2 separate regions of the Rattus norvegicus genome follow, and region 1 is linked to region 2. The links are chromatin contacts, called in public Hi-C maps. All regions are on one chromosome and are shown on one strand. Each heading gives the region's core, a stretch centred on a gene start, on an enhancer-like site or on the middle of the called end of the contact. The rest is flanking DNA. Distances are from core to core; before and after follow the strand shown.

Region 1 (5,066 bases), core at 2,191-4,690, 180 kb after region 2:
ACCCCTAGAACTGGAGTTACAGACAGCTGCGATCTGCCACGTGATTGCTGGGAATTGAACCTGGGTCCTCCGGAAGAGCAACCAGTGCTCTTAATGAGCCATCTCTCCAACGCCTTCCTTTCTTTTCTTCTTCTTTTTTAATTAAAAAAGAAATACGTATTTAGAAACATTCAGAATGTCAACAAAACAGCTGCTGTTTTCTCTTTTTCTATTTTCTGTTTTGTTTGATTTTGCAACTATGGGGTGGCATTTTGTTAACAGAACAATGGTTATTTTCGTACAAGCTGCATCAGAAACAACTAAAGGTTAAAAAACAAAACTAGTTTTCCCATATATAACTACATTGTGTGCTGTGCACCAACAAGAACCTGCTTTAAATTTCTACACCGATTTACAGCCCCAAGACAAATTTAGTGGCTACTGAACATACCACCAAGCAGGACTAGCTAAAGTCACAGTCAATAGTTTATTAACTATTCTAAAAGGAGGAGGAAGAGAAGGAGGAGGAGGAGGAGATGTAGTTTAAAAACAAATCTTGCACACCCTTACATTTCAATGCTTTTTCTGTAAAGGGATAAAGGAGTGAATTGCATACAGGGGACTGAAATGCTTTATTGGCAAGAGGAAACCTGCACTAGAACCACCTTACTCACCACCTGCTTCATCCTCCTCGCTTGTTTGGTTTTCATGCTCTTCCAGTCCTGACCACCTGCTTTCCTCCTCCATCGTGTTTCCCTCTGGTTCTCTAGGCCTCAATACCCTTTCCTCTTTCTTTAAGCTCAGGAGCCTCCTCATGCGGCTGCTTGTCCTCGCAGAGGGGCTGCCCCACATCTCTCCCAATGTCTTTCTAACATCACTAATGGATAAGCAAGGATGTTCTCTTTTGATCTGGGGGTGGGACTCAGAACAGAACAGGAAGAAGGCTGAAGGAGGCCTTTGTGTGCTTTGGGGTCCTTGTGCTTCCCTTTTGGTCTCCCCTTTGGGAGACATAGGTTCTTATTTCTTTGTCACACTGAGCCTTGTCAGCCTTTTCCATGTCTTCAAATTTCCACCTTTCTTCTGCAGACAGGTCATGCACCTCTCTGAGCACTTCCTGGGTGTTTCTCGTGCTCCTCCTGGCATGTTTGCACAAATAACTCCCATGATGATGTCGTTGCCTCTCAGCTTCTTGGGATCTGGGCCCCCTTGACTGTGTTCAGTTGGTTTTCCTCTGCGAGGCACAGAGAAGTCCAGTGCCTGTCTAGCTCTTACTGGTCCCATTACTGTCTCTGTGGAGCTCAGTGTAATAATACAGTGGCTGTCTAGTTCCCATTTCCATCCACCGTTGATTTCTTCTGTTCTCTTTGGGAGACAGAAGCATAGGTCCCTGTGGTGAAGGCCAGCAGAAAGACGTTGGCCCTGTTGTGAAAGCAGTCCGCATGCATCAGCCAGGTACTGGAGGCTAAAAGCCTCTTGGTTTACATCAGATGATGTTGGTGTGTGTTTTCTGGCCTCAGGGTACTGTATTATCACGGTCATTGGAGTTTAAGGCTGGAAGAGTTGGAAGGGGGATATTAAAGGTCAGAAAACAAAGTGGCTTTCTGATGCATGAATCTTCTTTGCAATGTCTCCTGGAAATATGGAATTGTCTGCATTGAGCATCTCTGCGTGCAGATAACTTATTCTCAGAGCCAGTTGTTTCTCTTGCAGATAGAAATTCTTAAGTTCTCCTAAGCCACCACTCCTTGTCTATAACCTGAACCAGACTAGAAATAAAACAATGAAACTAGAATTCCTATTTCCTATTGCCTCTGGCCTGGTGTGCTAACTTAACTTTTGGAACCAATATAAAGAGGAGGAGGAAATGAGAGTAAAAATGACGCCAGATTAGGTACCTGAATCTCTCCTGCATCATTAACTTATGGAAGGTGCCTACTAAGGCACGGCACACATAGCTATTGAACATAAAGCTGAGGCCAGAACATGCCAGATGTCCTCCTGCAGAGAGAGAGGTAACCAGAAAAAGTACCCAGATAAGGGAGAAGGCATAGGTGGGTAGTGACCAGAAAGTAGAAAGGCAAGTTGACTGGATTGTGCCCTTTGGGTGGTCCTTTCAACAGGACGCCTTTCTGAAGAGGTGATCACTGTGGCCACTATTTAGTATTCCATCCATTATCGTGAAGAATTGGGTGGCTGGTGCCAGAGCTGCTCAGTGACAGAGTGTGTAACATGTATCACGTGCAAGGCTAAGATCAATCCCGACACAGTGTTGTCAGGCAGCACGAACGTCTTTCCTCTCTTGCCTTATTTTATTGGATTTGTGTTATGTTGGAACCATCTCTTGATTGAGATAAATTTTGTTGAGATTTTCAGGTCTTAAATGAGGCCAACATATCTTCAACTTGATGGGCCACCCCCGTCAACCTCTTGCTCATCCAAAATTGAGTTTTTACCTCCGTATCTTTCTTACATTAGAAACCTAATGGTTTCAAATGGCTATCTTATGTATTAGTTCTTTCTCTGTTTCTCTCTGTAACGACACACCACACATGTCTGATTATTGTATTGCCTGTAGAATTCATTAATTCTCTGCTTCCCATCCTCCCATTTCTTTAGCTTCATAATTTAACCTGTCATTGTGCCATGGCTTCTGTGACCATGGAGGTGACTTGAAGGATTCCAGTTTTGCTTTGTAAGAACTATTAGGGTATGGACCAGGGAGCAGAAAGTCACCAACTAACAGAGGATGAAGTCAACTAGTGATAAAATAAATGAGCTGTGGGTCTAGAATATTCCCTGCAAGGGTTGCATGGTTAAAACAAAAGCAAACCCTACTTACCTGTTGACAGACAGTCGAAAGTCTTCAAAGCCATCTTGCTGTCATTTTGTCCTTTCAGGATTTTCTGGACACTCATTCTGTTACCTGCCTACTTCCCACGTGGCTCTCCACCTGCTTCCTGAGCAGCTCTGGCCCAGATCCAGTGTGACACAAGGTTCCCTGTGTGTCATGACATACATGAACCCATATCTTTCTGTACTAAGCTCTTTGAGGTTTGGGACAGGGACCCTGCCATCCCCTTCTTTGTTTTATTATTGTTTGTTATTGGGTTAAAAGTCGTGTCACACAGAAGTGGCCGACTGAAAGTGAGTGGTTCGGCGACATTCAGTACTTGACAGCGTTGTACAGTCACTACTCCCAAATATTCTCACAATCCCAGAAGGAAACTCTATCCCTGCTTGGCAGCTGTTTCCTGTTCCCTCCCTCCCCAGTCTCTGGCAAACACTAGTTGTTACATTTATATCCTTGGTGGTTTCCAACATACCTTGCCAGAATAAGTCCTTAACAACTTTCTACTGGAATAAAATAAATGGATTAAAAATTCCAAAGAGAGAGCTGTCTGGATTTCAAGTGCTTAACTCATCCAGACAAGGCTGGACTGACCACAAGCCAGGCCATGTGCTGGGGGCAGGGCACAGGAAGTGAACAGTGTAGCTGCATCGTTGCTGTCATGGATACTGTAGAGTCTGATTCAGAGTTGGATAGTAGAAACATTATGTGCTTTGCTCGTGATATTTAAATTTTCTAGTAGCCAAACCCATTCATTAAATGCTGATGCTGTTAAAGTTTCTGCAAACTAGAAACTGAAATCAACCCAAATGTACTTTCCAATGGAACTGAAGAGCAGAAGGCTGATGTTTGGTCCCAATGCTTATTCAGAGCACCAGCAGGCTGCATTCCTAGTGGAGCAATGCAGGCTAATTCTGCCACATTCCTGGTGAATTTTGCATCGAAGCACATTTCAGTTTGAACAAGGCACATGTATTAGTTACCTTTCTCAGTGCTGTGAGAAGATACCCATCAAAATGACTGGAGGAAGGCTTTGTTTAGGCCTACAGTTTGAGGGTGTCATCTGGCATGCTGGGAAACTTTGATCACCAAGAAACTGAGGCAGCAAGTCACATGCTACCCATAGTCAGAAAGCATAGAATAATGACTACCAATGCTCAGCTCAGAAAAAGTACCCAGATAAGGGATGATGATAAGAGAGCTTTTAGCCATTTACAGTTAAGAGCGAGGGGGAGCTGAGGGCTGACTGACAACCCACTGCTTATGCAGTCCAGGAACCCCCACCCTGGACTAGTACTGCCTATATTTATGAGGTTTCCCACCTCAATTAACCTAGTCTAGAAATTCCTATAGAGACGTGGCCAGAGGCGAATCTGGATCCTGCCAAGTTGGCAACTAGCTGGAACCACCCATTTTGTGGTTTCAGTTGCTACATGTGGTCATGTTCTCCCCTTTGCTCCATATAGTTCTTGGGAGTTGGTGGGGCACTGAAAATGTAATTTCTAGCATGGTATGTGTCCAATAAAAATAAAGAATTCTACAAGACCGTACTCTAGAGAATCCAATATCGTTGTGAGTTGTGGGAAGTCTCTGAGAGTCTGTGACAAGCTGTGATGGTTTGAATATGCTTGGCCCGGGGAATGGCTCTATTAGGACATGTACCCTTGTTGGAGTAGGTGTGACCTTGTTGGAGTTGATGTGTCACTGTGGGCGTGGGCTTTAAGATCCTCATCGTAGCTCCCTAAAAGCCAGCCTTCTTCTTTTTGCCTTCAGAACAAGATGTAGAACTCTCAGCTCTGCCTGTACCATGCCTGCCTGGATGCTGCTATGCTACTGAAACTCTGAGCCTATAAGCCAGCCCCAATTAAATGTTGTCCTTATTAGAGTTGCCTTGGTCACGGTGTCTGTTCAGTAGTAAAACCCTAACTGAGTCAGAAGTAAATTGGGTCTTAAGAGTAGAGGGTGAGGTTACATACACCCTGCCACTGTCTTAGTTTTCTTTTCTTTTTTTTTTAAGATTTATTTATTTTATTTATGAGTACACTGTAGCTGTCTTCAGACACACCAGAAGAAGGCATTGGATCCCATTGCAGATGGTTGCTGAGAATTGAACTCAGGACCTCTGAAAGAGCAGTCAGTGCTCTTAACTACTGAGTCATCTCTCCAGCCCCATGTCTTCATTTTCTGTTCCAGTGACAAACACTTTGACCAGGGCAACTTAGAGAGGGACATGTGTTAT
Region 2 (4,993 bases), core at 474-2,973:
GGCCCCCAGATGAATCCTTTTTAATTTTCACTTTATTTCAGTTATATAGTTCACAGCTGTGGTATGACTGGCAAGAGTGGTAGCTCATGGAAAAGCCTGAGTTCAAAGGAATTGAAATTGAGTGTGGAATGTGAAATCGAGGACTCCTGCTTCTAAGAAGACTGGAAATACTTGATTGAAGGAATCGATCCTGCAGTAGCAGCAGAATTAGCAATCCCCAGTGACCTTGTAAAGTATGTACGGGCCAGTGTTTAGCACCTGGTGTTCCTGACAAGAAAAAAGCTGGCTTCTGACCAGCTTCTAGAGACAGACAATCACTTACCATCTCCTTTCCTATCCTTTACTGCAGAAGAGAGTGTGCAAACTGCTAAGTACCTGTGACTCGGTGACTCGGTGACTTGGACATTTTTTGAGAGGTTAGGTGTCCGCAGGAACACAGCACCAAGTTCCTGAGTACTCTTAGCATGAATCTTTTGGTAAATTTGCACAATGGGCCAGTATCCTCTTATTTTCTTTCTTTGCACTGGGGCCCAGGCAGCCAGAGGGGAAAATAGCTGTTCACACAGGGAACTGGCCTAAGTTTAAATCAAGCAAGCCTAGTGGGATGGTAATGACATTTCCAACATCCACGGGTTCTGCCTTCAGGATATGTGAAGCTAGAAAACAATGTCATTCATTCAACATTTATAGAGAGTACACAATGTACAGTGGCACCGTGCAAGTACTGTAGGGCAGGCAAAAAAGTGCAAAACCTAACCCCCTCATGAGGGTTCCTGCCAGGAAGAGCATGTCAACTGTAACACAGACCTTGCACTTTTGGGAAGAATTCTTGGGTGAATAAAGTCTGCTTACTTAAGATAAGCATGGAAAAATATACCAACAGCTCCATGTACCTTTTAGGAATAGGACAGGTAAGTGGGGATTTAACCATATTTTCTAAGGTGTTAGTGCGCTAGGAGATTAAGGTGTTCTCAGCTTACTTTGCATTACTTGTATATCTGGACAGTTGGTAGAATCTTAACGAAGAGAAGGCCAGCACTTCTATGTGAAAGTGGTTAACTTTGAGGGAAAGTGGCTTCCAAGGAAAACAAAAAGGTAACATTTTCATCTAACTTGATCCCAACCACCACTGAGGTACACCCTCTGTGCCCAGGTTCAACCTTAGCGCCAGGTTGAGCAGTGCACCTCAGTATCCTGGAGTCTACTGCAAGTACATAGTTCCCTGCATCCTGGGTCGCCAGCCTGGCGCCTTCAAGGTCGCCATGGTAACCATGGGGTACCAAGACCAGTCCCAGAACGTCCAGCCTAGAAATCCAAACTGGCAGCGGTGGCACGAGCGAGTCACCTCAGCTCCTCCCCCGAGGGGATTGCGCGATCCTCTGCCTTGGGCGCTACTTGTGTAGCATCAGTGGCCGAGCGCTCCGCGGGCCCCAGACCGGCCGGGATCCTGAGCACGAGCGCGCCACGCTGCCTTCTCTTATGGTTTCTCTGCGGGGCCCGCAGCTCCTCCAGGCCAGACAGGCGGCCCATCCTTCCTAGGCTTTACGGATTTCCGGGGGCGACGAATTTTGCCTCGGTCCCTACGAGCATCTCCCGCTTCGCTCCCCCGCCCCTCGCGACTCCCCCCACCCCTGGGCGCGCGCGCGCACACTCACTCACACTCGCAGGCGCGCGTGCGCACGCCCGCGCGCCCCGAGCCGCGGAGTCTCCAGCGCCCCTGAGCAGATCCCACTCTCCCGGGCGCTGCTACTCACACAGGCTTCTAGCCGCCACGGGGCGTCCTCTGTCTGCGGCAGCGGTGGCGGCGCGAGCGGAGGCTGCAGTCTAGCCCGGTCTGGCTGCTCTGCGCCCTGGACAGAGTCCGGCAGAAGCGGGATCGAGAGGAGAAGCCGAGGCGAGGAGGAGCCGCGCCGCGCCCGGCGCTCGCTTGCCTCGAATCCCCGCACCGCGGCCCCAGGTAAGCGGCTCCGCGGCCCGCAGCATCCCCGGGGCGTAGGGACTCGCCGCCTAGGAGGGGTTCCCGGTCCCGCCCCCGAGGCGGCCGGGGAACAAGGGACCTAGGGGAGTGGGCGAGGGGGGAGGGGAGCGGAGCTGGAGGTAAGACTGGAAGGCGGCGGTGTGGGGGAGCCCCCTGCGCCCTTCCCCGACGCTCCCCGGGCTCCCGCACTTTTACGAGCCGGGGGTGCCCGGCGCCCCACACAGATGTTCTCCGTTCTTTTTATCGCTGGCCGGCCAGTGTCTGCTCGGGCTCCGCGCCTACCACGCACCAACCGCCTCCCCTGCACCTTGGACAGCGCATCCCGCCTCTCGCCTTCCAGGGACCGCACCCGGGACCCTGCCCTGCCCGCGCAGCCCTCGGGTTGTTCCCGTCTTTCCACACTGTCCTCCTCCTGTCTTGCATAGCATCTCCCCGCCTTGGCGTTCTCCACTCTGGCGCGGGCCAGAAACTTTCCTCTCTGCCCGATCTGCGCGAGGTACTATTGTTGTTATTTGTGTCTTTCCCTCTCTGCTGGAACTGGACACAAGGACAGGTCTTCCTCTGCGGGCCATTGCCTGCCTTGCCCAGTCCAAGACCGCACTGGGCAGCGGAACTTGGACACCCGACCGGCGCCTCGGCAGCTGGACGCCCGCGGGTTCCCCGCCTTTCTGGACACGTGCACTCCTCCCACGGACCCGGCCCCTCCCGGACCACCCTATGTCCTCCCCCTGCATGGCCACTGCCACCCCATAGGTTGGACACCCGGGATCGCGGGCTCTGATTGGCTGATCATATAACCCCGCCTCCTTGGAGGGGGTGGTTCTGGAGTGTTGTGGTTGTCATCCCGCAGCGAGCACATGGGGGAAGTGGGGTCGACAGGTGGGGAAGCCCAGCTCTGTGGCATAGGCATCCCCATGTATGTAACTGTAGTTCCTTCAGCCTGCACCTTTCGCTTTACTCCCTCTCCTGCAGTCTCCCACTGTTATAACATTAAAATATTTTAAATTTTGTTGAGATTATGTTGTTCAGTGGTAGCGATTTTTAAAAGTAGCTTTAGGAGAATGCCGGAAACGAATGCACAAGAGATTCATGACAAACTGGGCTGCAGATTTGAGTTTGGTTCTTTGGGGGAAGTAATGAAGAGTCATTAAGGGATATGAAGAAGGTGGAGAAAGGAGAAAGGAAATGGATTGATGGCAGAGACGGTTGCTGGTTGCTTATGAACCCAAAGAAGGAAGTGGTGGGTCTTTTGTAGGTTGCGACGTGAAAAAGTCCCTGGGAGCTCTAGTGGGAGGCAGCTGCATTCTGCGGAAGACTGCTCTCTGGAAAAGTAGTAATTTTGTCTACTACTCAGGTCGTGATTAACACACTTTGCTTTTGTTTTGCTAGCGTTGCACTCTTGATAGTAGACTTATAGTAATAATGTCCGCGCACGTAATGGATATTGATTATTCTGCTTTCTTGTAATATGCAGATTTGCTAATGGTAATGAATTTTATCCCTCTAGAGGGAAGCATTAGTTAAAGTGCTTTTGAAATATGGTGAGACAAGACGGATGGGCACTGTGTAAAATCTAGAGACTGTCCTGACATTGTGCAGTGCCATTCCAGAAATCTGTACAAATGACTTTTATTTCTCTTCATTTCAAAGCCTGATTGCCTCTGGCATTTTCGAGCCCTAATTCCTACAGGCTGTTTTGATGTTGTGTCTGAACATCTTAAGAATATTGTAATTCTCATCTTTGTAACCTTGTCAATGCAAAGCAAGCGGCAAGGGATGGAGGGTAATGTTGACAGTTTTATAGTGAGTACACCGTGTGTCATTTCATCTGTAAGCTGGTGAAATATGCAAAAGGAACATGGCAGGGCTGTAATTATCCAGGGACCCAGATCCTAACCAAATGAGAGTCATGCGAGGCTATTCCAGGGAGAGCAATTCAATTATGTTTAAGACGAAAAAAATTTTAAGATTCCTATGTGTAAAGGGTACCACTAGTTGAATGGTCTTTGAACACATTGGTAGCACATGTTAAGTAAAATGGCTCCTTTAATATGTGAGATGATTCAAAGAAGCTGACAAAGCTTCCCAGTTTTTCCATTATATAAATAGGAAGAAGAGCCTTGCTCTCTGGAAGGCTTCACAATCAAGGGACAGGGTTTGACGCATCTGATACATCTGAAGTCATTGCCGTTGCTGAGAAAATGATTCTGACTGTGTTTTTATTTCTCTAGTTCATGCTCTGATTTTCTCACATGGCTTTAGATGCTGGTTGCAGGCCGACGAAATTTATATGTGTGTAGACTGGAAAAGAATGTGTGTGATAGCACAAACATATATGAGTATTGCAAAATAAATATTTATGTTTGCACGCAGTTATAAACTGATACATATAATTTTAGGGTACAGGCAATGCATTTATTCATATATACATTATTGTCGGCCTCAGAAATTTTGCTCATCTCTTCTTGTCCAAAAGGTGGCCCTGTTTTAAACTGTAAAAACATTATCAGCAGTAGAATTGGCCAATAGATCACAGAAACAGACAATAGTATTTTGTTGCCTGGCAACCACCTACTGTGGATGAGAAACAGAGAAGTGACAGCTGCTTGCATATCCCAGTCCTCAACTGTGGCCAGGGGCATCGAAGCCCTCCAGGACACAAATCTGCAAGTTTTACTTCAGATAGGTGAACCCATCTCTTTAAAAAATGCCAGTAATGTAATTTTGAATTCTTTGGCTGTAATAAGAACTCTGTGGTGATGAAATGAAGCAGTTCATTTCTATTACCCCCTTTTAAGCCTGGTGTAAACAGAAAAACCAAAGTGGGAGGGAGGTTTATAACCTGCGCATTCTTCCTTTTAGAATCATTAAACATCGCAAGCACACGTTCACCGCTGTCAGGTGCTCTTAGGATGTTATAAAAGCTTGAGTTAGGTTTGTGATACCTAAGTAGATGGCAGCCTTTTACTGCTAAAAGCCAAGTAGAGAGAAATGCTCTCTAGCTTAGCCATTTAA

Evidence for each region. Hi-C and Micro-C count contacts between places; a contact is called where the count stands out from the background.
Region 1: a Hi-C map of Schwann cells shows a contact between it and region 2, with 3 times the contacts expected there. The contact joins the enhancer-like site here to the promoter of Enox1 in region 2.

The regions. Positions count from the first base shown.
Region 1 is chr15:59,101,916-59,106,981 of GRCr8, forward strand. All of the region lies in intron 3 of Enox1 (ecto-NOX disulfide-thiol exchanger 1), which reads left to right. Among named protein-coding and RNA genes, the nearest start is that of Trnap-ugg7, 34 kb to the right of the region's middle. Within about 2 kb of position 3,441, at least 14 of the 93 cell types and tissues checked have an H3K27ac peak or open chromatin away from gene starts, as enhancers often do. A contact at or near this core is called in Schwann cells, where this site is marked.
Region 2 is chr15:58,926,017-58,931,009 of GRCr8, forward strand. Enox1 (ecto-NOX disulfide-thiol exchanger 1) reads left to right here and starts at 1,724. Exons shown (of 19, transcript NM_001399498.1): 1 at 1,724-1,957.